Regions from separate parts of the Canis lupus genome. Here all the other regions are linked to region 3. Evidence: chromatin contacts called from public Hi-C data. All regions are on one chromosome and are shown on one strand. Each heading gives the region's core, a stretch centred on a gene start, on an enhancer-like site or on the middle of the called end of the contact. The rest is flanking DNA. Distances are from core to core; before and after follow the strand shown.

Region 1 (3,515 bases), core at 816-3,315, 400 kb before region 3:
TTCTCCAGTATGTTTTCTTTTATGATGTGGGACAGGAAGAGGACAAAAGGAGACTGAGGCAAGAAGTAAGCCAGCAACCATGGTGAGAGATGATACTTGGAAGTACCAGTTACAAGAATGAAGCTCACTGCTTCTGGTCTCAGTTTTATTTTTTTATTTTATTATTTTTTAAAGATTTTATTTATTCATTCATTCATGAGAGACAGAGAGAGAGAGAGAGGCAGAGACACAGGCAGGGGGAGAAGCAGGCTCCATGGAGGGAGCCTGACGTGGGACTCGATTCTGGATCTCCAGAATCACACCCTGGGCTGAAGGCAGCACTAAACTGCTGAACCACCCAGGCTGCCCCTGGTCTCAGTTTTAGAACCGTACTCAGACAGGCCTGCATCTCAGTCTAGCTGCCTTTTTGGGATTGGGTCGTAGAACAATTTCTTGAAAAGAAGAGACTGTATCATTTTTTTTTTTTGAGACTGTATCATTATTGAAAATGACTTCCTCTTTGCATTTTTAAAATGAGAATAGACTACTTTCAGTTTAGAATACTGTGGGAACAACCTCGCTGAAGCCTGATAGCTGATTGAAAGTGTCCCCAGTACCCTTTCAGCTTCTAAGATTCTGCTGTCCTGTGAATAAAGAGTGAAACATTCCAATTACTGAGTTGGTTTTGCAATTGTCTAATTAAAATGCAGACATTCCTGGAGTGATATTCCCTTCCCAGGGAATTCTCCTCTAGACTCTCATCTGTAACTACTCCAGTCTTTGGACCTTTCTGTTCTTAAAACCCCTCTGGTTCTCTAGCTACTCTCCATGTTGCAAGGAGACATCAGTCACTGCAATTCTGATTTGACCAGTTCCAAACTCAGTATCACGTAGGTCCTAGAAATGTTCTCTTCTTTGGATGGGCACTTCCTTTCTGTGCACACAACTCCTTTCCCCTTACTTCCCTAATTTAACTCTTTCCTGTTTTTCCAATGTCTCTTCTTCCTTTCACTCTTCAGGTACCGATTCACTTCTAAACCAGGACTGATGGATAGCATTCCCCAGTATGGCATCCCTTCATTCTTAAAATTTAGAGACTTGACTCGATACTGAAGATCCAAAGAAAGTTTTGCTTTGGATCCTTCAGGACAGGGCTCCATCTGCCTTCAAGAGAAACAAAATACTCAGTGAGTTTGAGATAATGAAAGAGAGCTAAAGATAACCTTCCTGGCTCTACCAAGTGTCTTGTAGGGACAGTTTCATTCATTCATTCATTCATTCATTCACTCATTATATGAGTGCCAGGCAGGAGATGGACAATGGGTAGTAAATAAGTAAGTACAAAAGTAAATGAATTAAAAACAAGATAATGAAAGTCTGTGGTAAATCTTAGGAAATAAACAGGATGATGATATAAAGTGTAACTGGGGTAGAGGTTTCATTTCTTAGTCTTTACAAAAGGGAAAAAACTTCATAAAGATGGAGATTAGAGATCAGATAGGGGTCCTCCTGACATCTGATCCTGCTCCATCTATTCAGTTACTCTCCATCAGTGCCTTTGATGCACACTTTTAATCAGACATGTCTCATTTTCCTAAGAAGGTCCCCCTTCACCTCTGTCCCTGTGCCATTATGCTTTTTGGATCTCCCGTCTTTTCTTCTGATCCATGCTGTTATCCTAGATCTTACTCCTCTCTTCGTTCACTCATTCAAAAGCTCCATGACTGCTCTATTTTTTTTCTCCCTTCTCTTAGTTTTGTAGCACTTGACAGTGTATCGCACAATTTTAATTACACATTGTTTTAACGTATTTGATATTCTCACCTACCCTAGTTTTGTGTCTCTGATCTGTCAGGTCTTGAAGTCAGGGATGATGCCTCATATTTGCTTTGTGCTCAGCAATCACTGGGTGTACAAAAAGTGTTCATACAAGTCTTATACTTAGCCAGTACTGATTGGTTGAAGAGAATATTGGGCTGTGCATGCTAGTGTGAGAGCTATTTTATGGCCAGGAGGGCCTTGTTGTACACGTCAAATGGTGCTACGTAGGTGGTTGCCCTTCTTCCTACACATAAGGCTGGCTGGCACTGCGCTGATCTACCCGGCTGCAAAAAAGCTCTCTTCCAGAGTGCAGTACCTGCCAATGACTTCTTCACTCACTTCCTGGCAGGATGTAGACCAAAACCCCAGACAAACCACAATTTGTTTTATTTAATTATATCACTAGTCTTCACTCTTCCCCTCCCTCCTGCAAAGACAATCCAAATCTCTAGAGCATAATTGGATTCCACAAAAACGCAGTTATTGCTCCTTGGGCAGTTGGAAGAGAAGGAGAATACCATTTACTATTTTGTTTTACTGTGATAAGAAGTAGCAGTCTCTGAAATAGGAGCCTACACAGGCAAAGTTAGATTTTCCCATTGGTCATAAGATCTGGGTGATACGGATAGAGATATTGTTGACTGACGCAGACATCAGTTATTTGAAAGCATTTTAAGTGGCATGGGTTGATAAACCATTTGTCAAATCTAGGTACATTCTTTACTCAGTGGAAGTATGATTTGCATTATAAAGATAAGTTAGAAAGCAATACATATACAAAGATCATATCAGCTTTTCCTTATTGTTTACTCATTCAAATGGTTTCTCCAGTTTTTGGTTCCTTTCCTCAATTCTCTAGCACTTGAAATCTATGCTGTTTCATATAAATTCTTCAGTTTGATATTTATAGTCTTTATTTGATATTGCTTCATCGAATCCATTTATTTGTGGGATTTTATATACCTTCATACTTTGTCTAAAGGAGACTATTTTAGTTCTGTATGTTGAATCCAGCCATGGTGGACAATAAAAGTAGAGCTCGTCAAAGGGGAACTCATGTTCTGTGCAAGTGAGTTCCTGCTCAGTGAAGCTTTCTGAGAATAGATATTTGTAGTCACTGCCCTTATATATTGATTCTGTACTTACTATCGGAAAATTGACTCTTCATCTCATTTCACGGCAAACAAAACAAGGCAAGTTGAAGGGATTAAATGCTAGAGCACGAGAGGGGAAAGTTGCAGATTTCCTGTGGTTACTATTGAAAACATTCTGAACTAGTGCCTGACGTATTAGCGGCTTGTTTGTTTCCTTCTTAAAAAGAGCTTGGATGTGAATGGACCCAATAGTGGAAAGAGGCTCCTGCAAAACCAGCGTTTCCAGCATGGAATTTGTGAGTGGGTGGGAAATGCTTACTTGCTATTTACCTGCCTTGCACTGCCTTTGACACACATGATGAGCCAGCGTCGTTTGACTGTCACCTCCTTAGGAGGCAGGATTCTTCAGCCCACACTCTGCTCGGCCCTGATTTCTTCTCTGTGCATGCTTTGTGTCTGTATTTTTTGCCCAGACTGTGCATTTTGAGGGAAGCACCAACCCAAGACAGGCTCCTCAGCTTTGTCATTGTAGGGAGACCGACAGAGCCTCCCACACAGCGACACCCTCAAAGGGAGGCAGGGATGCCAATTCCTTTGAAGAAGCATTTCTTAAACAAAAGG
Region 2 (3,461 bases), core at 689-3,188, 470 kb before region 3:
TCTTCTGCATAAAGCAGTCTAGATTAAGTTGATGGTCACCTATGTTTAAACCCATTCTTTATTCCTCTCCCCATCATGTTTCAAGTATATGGTGTCACGCTTTATATCCTTTTATTTTGCGAATCCCTTGACTGTTTTGTTTTTTTTAAAAGATTGTATTCATTTATTCATGAGAGACACAGCGAGAGAGAAGGCAGAGACACAAGCAGAGGGAGAAGCAGGTTCCATGCAGGGAACCTGATGTGGGACTCGATGCCTAGACTCCGGGATCACGCCCTGAGCCAAAGGCAGACGCTCAATCACTGAGCCACCCAAGCGTCCCCTTGACTGTTTTTATAGGTATAATTTTGCTGCTTTCATGCTCTCTCCTTACTCCTACCTATGGTCTTCTTTTCCACTCAAAGAGCCCCTATTAACATTTCTTGTAGGGCTGGTTTGGCGGTCATTGATTCCTTTAACTTTTGTCTGGGGAGCTCTATCCCTCCTTCTCCTTCTATTCTGAATGTTAGCCTTGCTGGGTAGAGAATTGTTGGCTGTAGTTCTGTTGCTTTTCAACATTTTTAATGTATCATATCACTCTTTTCTGGCTGTAAAGTTTCTGCTGAAAAGTCAGCTGATAGCTTTATGGGCTTTCTCTTCTATGTAACTGGGTGTTTTTTGTTTGTTTGTTTTGTTTTGTTTTTGCTTCTTTTAAGATTCTCTCCTTATCACTACTTTTTGCCATTTTAATTACTTGCCATTTTAATTATGTGTGTTAGTGTGGACTCCTTAGGTTGATTTTGGTGGGGGTGGGCTCTCTGTGCCTCCTGGATATGGATGTCTGTTTCTTTTCCCAGACTTGGGAAGTTTTCATCATTTCTTCAAATAAATTTTCTGGTCCCTTTTCTCTCTCTCCTCTTTCTGGTATCCCTATAACACGGCTTATAATCATGCTTGATGGTGTCACTGAGTTACCTAAGTCCATTTCCATTTTTTTCATATATATATATTTTTTTCTCTCTCCTTTACAACTTGGTTGCTTTCCATTACTCTATCCTGCAGGCCATTTATCCGTTCTTCTGTATATTCTAATCTATTCCACCTAGTGTAGTTTTAATTTCAGTTATTGAGTTCTTCATCTCTGATCGGTTCTTTTTTATGTTTTCTATTGCCTTGTTAAGGGTCTCACTGATGTCCTTCAGTCTTTCCTCAAGTCCAGTGAATATCTTTATGACCATTACTTTAAATTCTCTATCAGGCATATAGATTACGTACCTCCATTTCACTTAAGTGTCTTGCTGTGATTTTGTCCTGTTCTTTCATTTGGTACATTTCTCTGTTTCCTAGGAAAGTCAGCTATGTCTCCTGCTCTTGAAAGTAGTGGCCTTATGAAGAAGGGGTCCTGTAGTGCTCTGCAGTGCAGGGTCCCCTGTTAACCAGAACCTGAGGCTTCAAGGGGGTTTCGTGCACCCTACAGTTGTGACTAAATTGTTTTTTCCTTCAGTCATCTACAGTGACTCTCTGTCCATTGTGGGCAGTGTTTGGTCCCTATGGGGTAGCCAGTCTGAGGACACCTTGGCCGTGAGTCAGACCAGCTGTTTGCCAGAGTTGCAGTAGCACCAAACTGCAGAGTGCTTTTCCTGCGTTGCCCCGAGAAACTTCTGTTGGTGGGTGGGGCCTGTAGTCAGACCCGTTGTTTGCCTCCAGCCCACTGCTGGGGCTACAGCCAGACTAGTGTGTGTGGTTATCTTACCCTCTGCCCAGGGCAGGAGTCACTTGGGAGTGGTGCTAGTCCCTGTTGGGACTGCTTGGCCCATGCAAGGCTTGTGGCTCCTCTTTGAATTGGCTCTGGCCAATGGCATGCTGGAGAGGTAAGGTCTACAGAATGCAGGGGCCAGGTGGACGGTGTTAGCAAGGTCTGCACAGGTGTGCTTGGGGAGGGGACCCGGAGTGGAGGCCTGGCTGGAGGGGCATGTCCAAAAGGGCATCTGGGGACAGGGTGTGCTGTTAGCGAGTTGGGTAGTGAGTGTTGGTCCAGCGCTGGTTCCTGCAGGTGTCTGCACTAGTGGCAGGGCAGGGGAATGGCGCCCACCAGCTCCTCGGTTCCCGGGGGTGTCTCCCAATGATCCCTGCCTTCCCAGCGTGCACTCTGAGGTCAGTGAACAAACCTCCCTCCCATATGCCCCAGAGGTTCTCAAATTGCTGCTTCTAGGCTGTGTCTCTGCAGGGCTAAGGATGGGGACTCGGTTTCCTCTCGCCCTCCTGGGTCTCCCAGAGCTGAGCCCACTGATAGCTATAGGTTTAAGCCCTGCAGACTGTAAGAACTCAGAGGATTATTTATGCCCTTCTGGTTTTCAAAGCCAGTTTTGGGGATTTATCCTCCCCGAGGGTTCCAGTGCCTGGGGTGCTGTTGTGAGGGTCCCTCCTCTCTGCACCCACAGTTCCCTCCCTCTGTGGACAATCCCACGGGTCCCCCTCACTTTCAGCCACACCTCCACCCCACCTGCCCTCTTCCCTACCTTCAGCTGTGAAGTCTGTTCTGCCTGTCTTTGGGTCATTTTCTGGGGTATTTACTCTGCTGGGTTATCTAGTTGTACCTGTGGGACAAGCTGCATGTAGGGTCCTCCTACTCCACCGTCTTCCTACTTTATGGAATAAAGGCCACTCTAGAACTTAACTTACATTATCCCAAGTGTTGGGTATTTAAGTAAATGAAACCTACCTAGAGATGAAAAGGGGTCTGTGACCCTTGTCCCACTCAATTTCTTGCTCCCTCCATGGTTTAGTTTTAACCCTGAAACTAAAGGGGGCAGAGGTTAACATCTGTTTCAAATAGCCAGGCCCCTCCCTGAACAGCCATTTCCTCATAAGAATAGCGAATTATCTGATCTAAAGCCAACAGAAGATCTACTGGTGCCAACAGAGGCTCGAGGACTTCATAATACCCTCAGCAGAATTTTTCTTTGGGGGATCGGCTTCAAAGGAGCATAGGCCTAAAAGTTGTCTGGTTCCTCAAACCAAGAGCCCCTTTTCCAGGCTACAACCTCCCTTTCCTTGTTTTAGAAAGTATCCTTTGGGCAGCCGGGGTGGCCTAGCGGTTTAGCACCACCTTTGGCCCAGGGCGATCCTGGAGACCCGGGATCGGGTCCCACGTCCCCACGTCGGGTTCCCTGCATGGAGCCTGCTTCGCCCTCTGCCTGTGTCTCTGCCTCTCTGTCTTTCATGAATAAATAAATACAAAAAAAGAAAAAGTATCCTTTACCTTTGGGAACCCGTCATGAGGCTTTGTTCCCTCAGTGCTGCCCCTACTCCCCATCATCTAATCCGTCTTGTATCCTTTGAACATCTTGGGCTGTTTGGTAACCTTAAAGATACTCCCATTTGTATCCCTGATTCCTTCACTTTTATCTCTTCGTCATACCGAGTACTCTACCTTCTTTTTCCAATGTAACATCTACAACAGAGAAGCATGCTAAGGAAAA
Region 3 (3,377 bases), core at 466-2,965:
GGACCTTGAGGCAGGTGGGACAGGATTACAGGTCTCCTGACTCTTAGAACTCTTGTCTGTTTAGTGGACACAATTTAAAAAAAAACGATCATGACAGTGTAACGGGTTTGTTTAATGATACATGAAGTTTATTAAGAGCCCCAGCTGCTGTGGTCCTGCAAACCCCCAGGCTCTGGGCAGGCCCTTTGCTCAGGCATTCTAAAGAAACGGCTCCCTCTTTAGGCCAACTGGAAAAACAGCAGGGACTCTGGGCACACAGCCCCCAAACTCCCCTGAGCACCTGCCAGCGTGGTGGAACTCGGCCAGGTATATTTTGGATGTCTTCAAACGTTTGTCGTCGTTGTTGTCGTCGTCATTGTCATTGTTGCTGTTGAGTGCCCATTAAGAGATCATATATTATCCGGGACTGTGCAGTTGAAAAATGGTTTGGTGGCTAGTATTAAATCACACATTAATCTCATCTCTGTGAGTTTGTAATGCCTTCCTACAAGGGAAGCTGATTGCCTCTTTTTCTCCATCTCCATCATGATGGAAAATAAGAGGGAGGAGAACTGAAGCTGCAGAGGGAGGTGATCTGGAAGGGGCAGATTCTGAGCTATAGCCCATGGGTGGGTTGGCCTGTTGCTGACCAGATGGCGGAGATGGGAAGTGGCTGGGCTCCAGGGCCTCTGTGATGCAAACCTTCTGCTGCGTCTAAGGAGCAAGAGTGGAGGAGGAGGGGTGAGAAGATGGAGGGAAAAACAGGGTGTGACTTGGACAAATATGAAGACCCAAGACACAAAACACAGGTTGAGATATCTCTTCCACGCTTAGAACTAATTAATATTATTGACTAGATGCTCATAAAATATTTGATCTGGAAGGATTCTAGTGTCACCAAATCCAAATTCACCTCCTAAATTCTCATCCACTCATTGGACACAAGTGGTTCCCCCAAAATCCATATTCCCTTTCTTTTAGAGAAAATTTTAGGATGTGTACATTGCCGACCAATTTCCTTTCTGTGTGGAGAGCTGGAATGTCATACAGTTATAGCCCCAAAGTAGAGACTTGCTGTCAGAGAGCCCCCACTGACACAGCTTGAAGCCTTTTATTGCACCATAGAATGAGTCGCACTTCTGAATATTGGATAAGCAACTGATACCAGATCCTCTGTAAGGCCACCTGGATGGCCCCAGGGTATCCACATGCCCTCCCAGTGATGCAAACACCCAGTGGAATGTGCCCTTTCCCCCACTGGCACAGGGATTCCCAAGATTGAGAATGAACATTTAGCCTCCACTGTGAAGCAGTTGGCAATTTCTAATCCTCTTGGGCCCTTATTGCTCCCTTCTCTGAAATGAGAAGTTTGACAAGGATAGCTCCTAGCTATGCTGTCCAGAATCTAGAAGACCCTGGGGTGCAAGCCCTTCAGTCTATCTCATGGACTAAAGAGGCTCTATTGGGTATCCACCAAATATTTAGAGTCCAAAGCTAAAAATATGTTTGAAAACTACTGGACTACATGATCCCTGCTTTGGTTCACTCACTTATTCATTCATTCAACAAACATTTATTGAGCACTTGTTGTGTGTAGGGTACTGTTGTCAAGGAAACAACGTGAGTGAAAAACAGATTCCTTTGTGCAATAGAAGCTATAACTTAAAATCAGGACTATATGGCTTTCTACTATAGATGTGACCTTGGACACAGAGACCACATCCTCATCCAAAACATACTTTTGCACACATTTAACTTCCTGTTTTCTGGTTGTCTCACTTCCTCTTGAGAACTTGAAGCTTGATTGTTGAATACATGGTATTCACCTAGACCCAAAGTGTTAAGGAATATGATTTTCCTAACTAGGAATTAGGGCAATTTTTCTGACAAAAGAGGCTTTTAAAAAATGATTCATTTATTTATAGGAAAATTTGTCTGAAAGATATAAAAATATCATGTTTTGTGAATCCTACTTGACAGATTTTTTTAATGAAAAGAATAAGATTTCATGGGAAGAAATATCAAATATATCATAACAATGCAGTTAACATATTATTTGTGTAGTCTTCTTCATCATTGGTCCACAGGTGGACTGATTGAGGGCTGATCCATGACAGGTATTTTTCTAGGCATATATGCATCTGTTGCCTCATCTAATCACTTAAGCTGCCCAGCAATCCTGTGAGAGCTATTTACCAATTTTTAGAGATAATGACACTAAAGCTCAATATCTTTCTGAAGTTCACAAAGCCAGTTAGAAATCCATGTTTGAAATCCATTGCCGTCTCATCCTAAAGCCTGTCTTTATTATTTCTATCACATGGTGCAACCTTCCCTCTTACTCAATATTATTTGTTCCCAGTGCCTTGCAATCACCTTTAGGCACATCTCTGAGTAATCATTAGGAAAACCAAGTAATATTGTATCATTTAAAAGGTCACAAGAGGCTCTCTAACTCTGTTCAGCAGTGAAGGGACAAATGTGTACATGTCCTGATTTAGCACTCAGGAATTTAGGAATCTAGGTACCAATATTTTCTGCTGTGCATAATTTCATCTTGTTCCAATTAACTACCAAGTTCACCCTACATTAAGGACACAAAATCTTTTAAAAATGGGATTTTAGAACAAAGCAGTTAAAGGTTTGCAAAAAGAATGAAATAATTTCCCCCTAGATTATCCCATTTAGGGCCTTTTGCACCCCAGTAAATCAGGGATAATGATGAAGACTAGTATATTCTATGTCCTCAAGGTCTTCATGATTAAGACTTTTCATATATAATTTCCTGGAATACAACTATAAAATTCTACATCAAAGTGACTATTATCAGTAAAAATTTTCTTAGAGAATTTTCCTTTGTAGAGCAAAAATAAGCTTCTCCAAAATTCTTGCATGAGCACACATATGCACCTTTGGCTTTCGATGCCAACATTTTCTATTTTCTAACCAAATAGGGCCCAACCTTGCCCTTTTCTCTCTCCACTGTTTCGAAATCAATGGTAAAGATGGAGAATAGTCAATGTTGAAAAAGGACGAAGTTGGTGGATCCACATTTCCCAATTTTAAAACCTACTACAAAACTATAGTAATCAAAACAGAGTGGTACTAGCAAGGAATAGACACAGAGGTCAAAGGGATACAATTGGGAGTCCAGAAATAAACTCTTACATTTAAGGTCAATTGATTTTTTACAAAGACACCAACACAATTCAATGGAGAAAAAATAGTCTTTCAACAAATGGTGCTTGGATAACTGCATACACACATGCAAAAGAATGAAGTTGAACCTCTACCTCAACTTACATAAAAATGAACTCAAAATGCATCATAGACTTAGACGTAAGAGCTAAAACTATAAAACTCCTAGAAGAAAACCTAAGAGTTAGTCTCTGTGATCT

The links. Hi-C and Micro-C count contacts between places; a contact is called where the count stands out from the background.
Region 1: a Hi-C map of blood shows a contact between it and region 3, with 4 times the contacts expected there. The contact joins two enhancer-like sites. A contact is called at or near these places in 5 of 9 Hi-C or Micro-C datasets (amygdala, blood, liver and 1 more).
Region 2: a Hi-C map of blood shows a contact between it and region 3, with 2.5 times the contacts expected there. The contact joins two enhancer-like sites. A contact is called at or near these places in 3 of 9 Hi-C or Micro-C datasets (amygdala, blood and skin fibroblasts).

Annotation. Positions count from the first base shown.
Region 1 is chr4:15,647,636-15,651,150 of UU_Cfam_GSD_1.0, reverse strand. The region is part of intron 4 of LOC102152465 (a long non-coding RNA gene); the gene reads left to right. Among named protein-coding and RNA genes, the nearest start is that of NRBF2, 36 kb to the left of the region's middle. Within about 2 kb of position 2,065, at least 2 of the 20 cell types and tissues checked have an H3K27ac peak or open chromatin away from gene starts, as enhancers often do. A contact at or near this core is called in blood, where this site is marked.
Region 2 is chr4:15,721,793-15,725,253 of UU_Cfam_GSD_1.0, reverse strand. No RefSeq gene overlaps it. Among named protein-coding and RNA genes, the nearest start is that of NRBF2, 38 kb to the right of the region's middle. Within about 2 kb of position 1,938, at least 2 of the 20 cell types and tissues checked have an H3K27ac peak or open chromatin away from gene starts, as enhancers often do.
Region 3 is chr4:15,248,994-15,252,370 of UU_Cfam_GSD_1.0, reverse strand. No RefSeq gene overlaps it. Among named protein-coding and RNA genes, the nearest start is that of ADO, 180 kb to the left of the region's middle. Within about 2 kb of position 1,715, at least 3 of the 20 cell types and tissues checked have an H3K27ac peak or open chromatin away from gene starts, as enhancers often do. A contact at or near this core is called in blood, where this site is marked.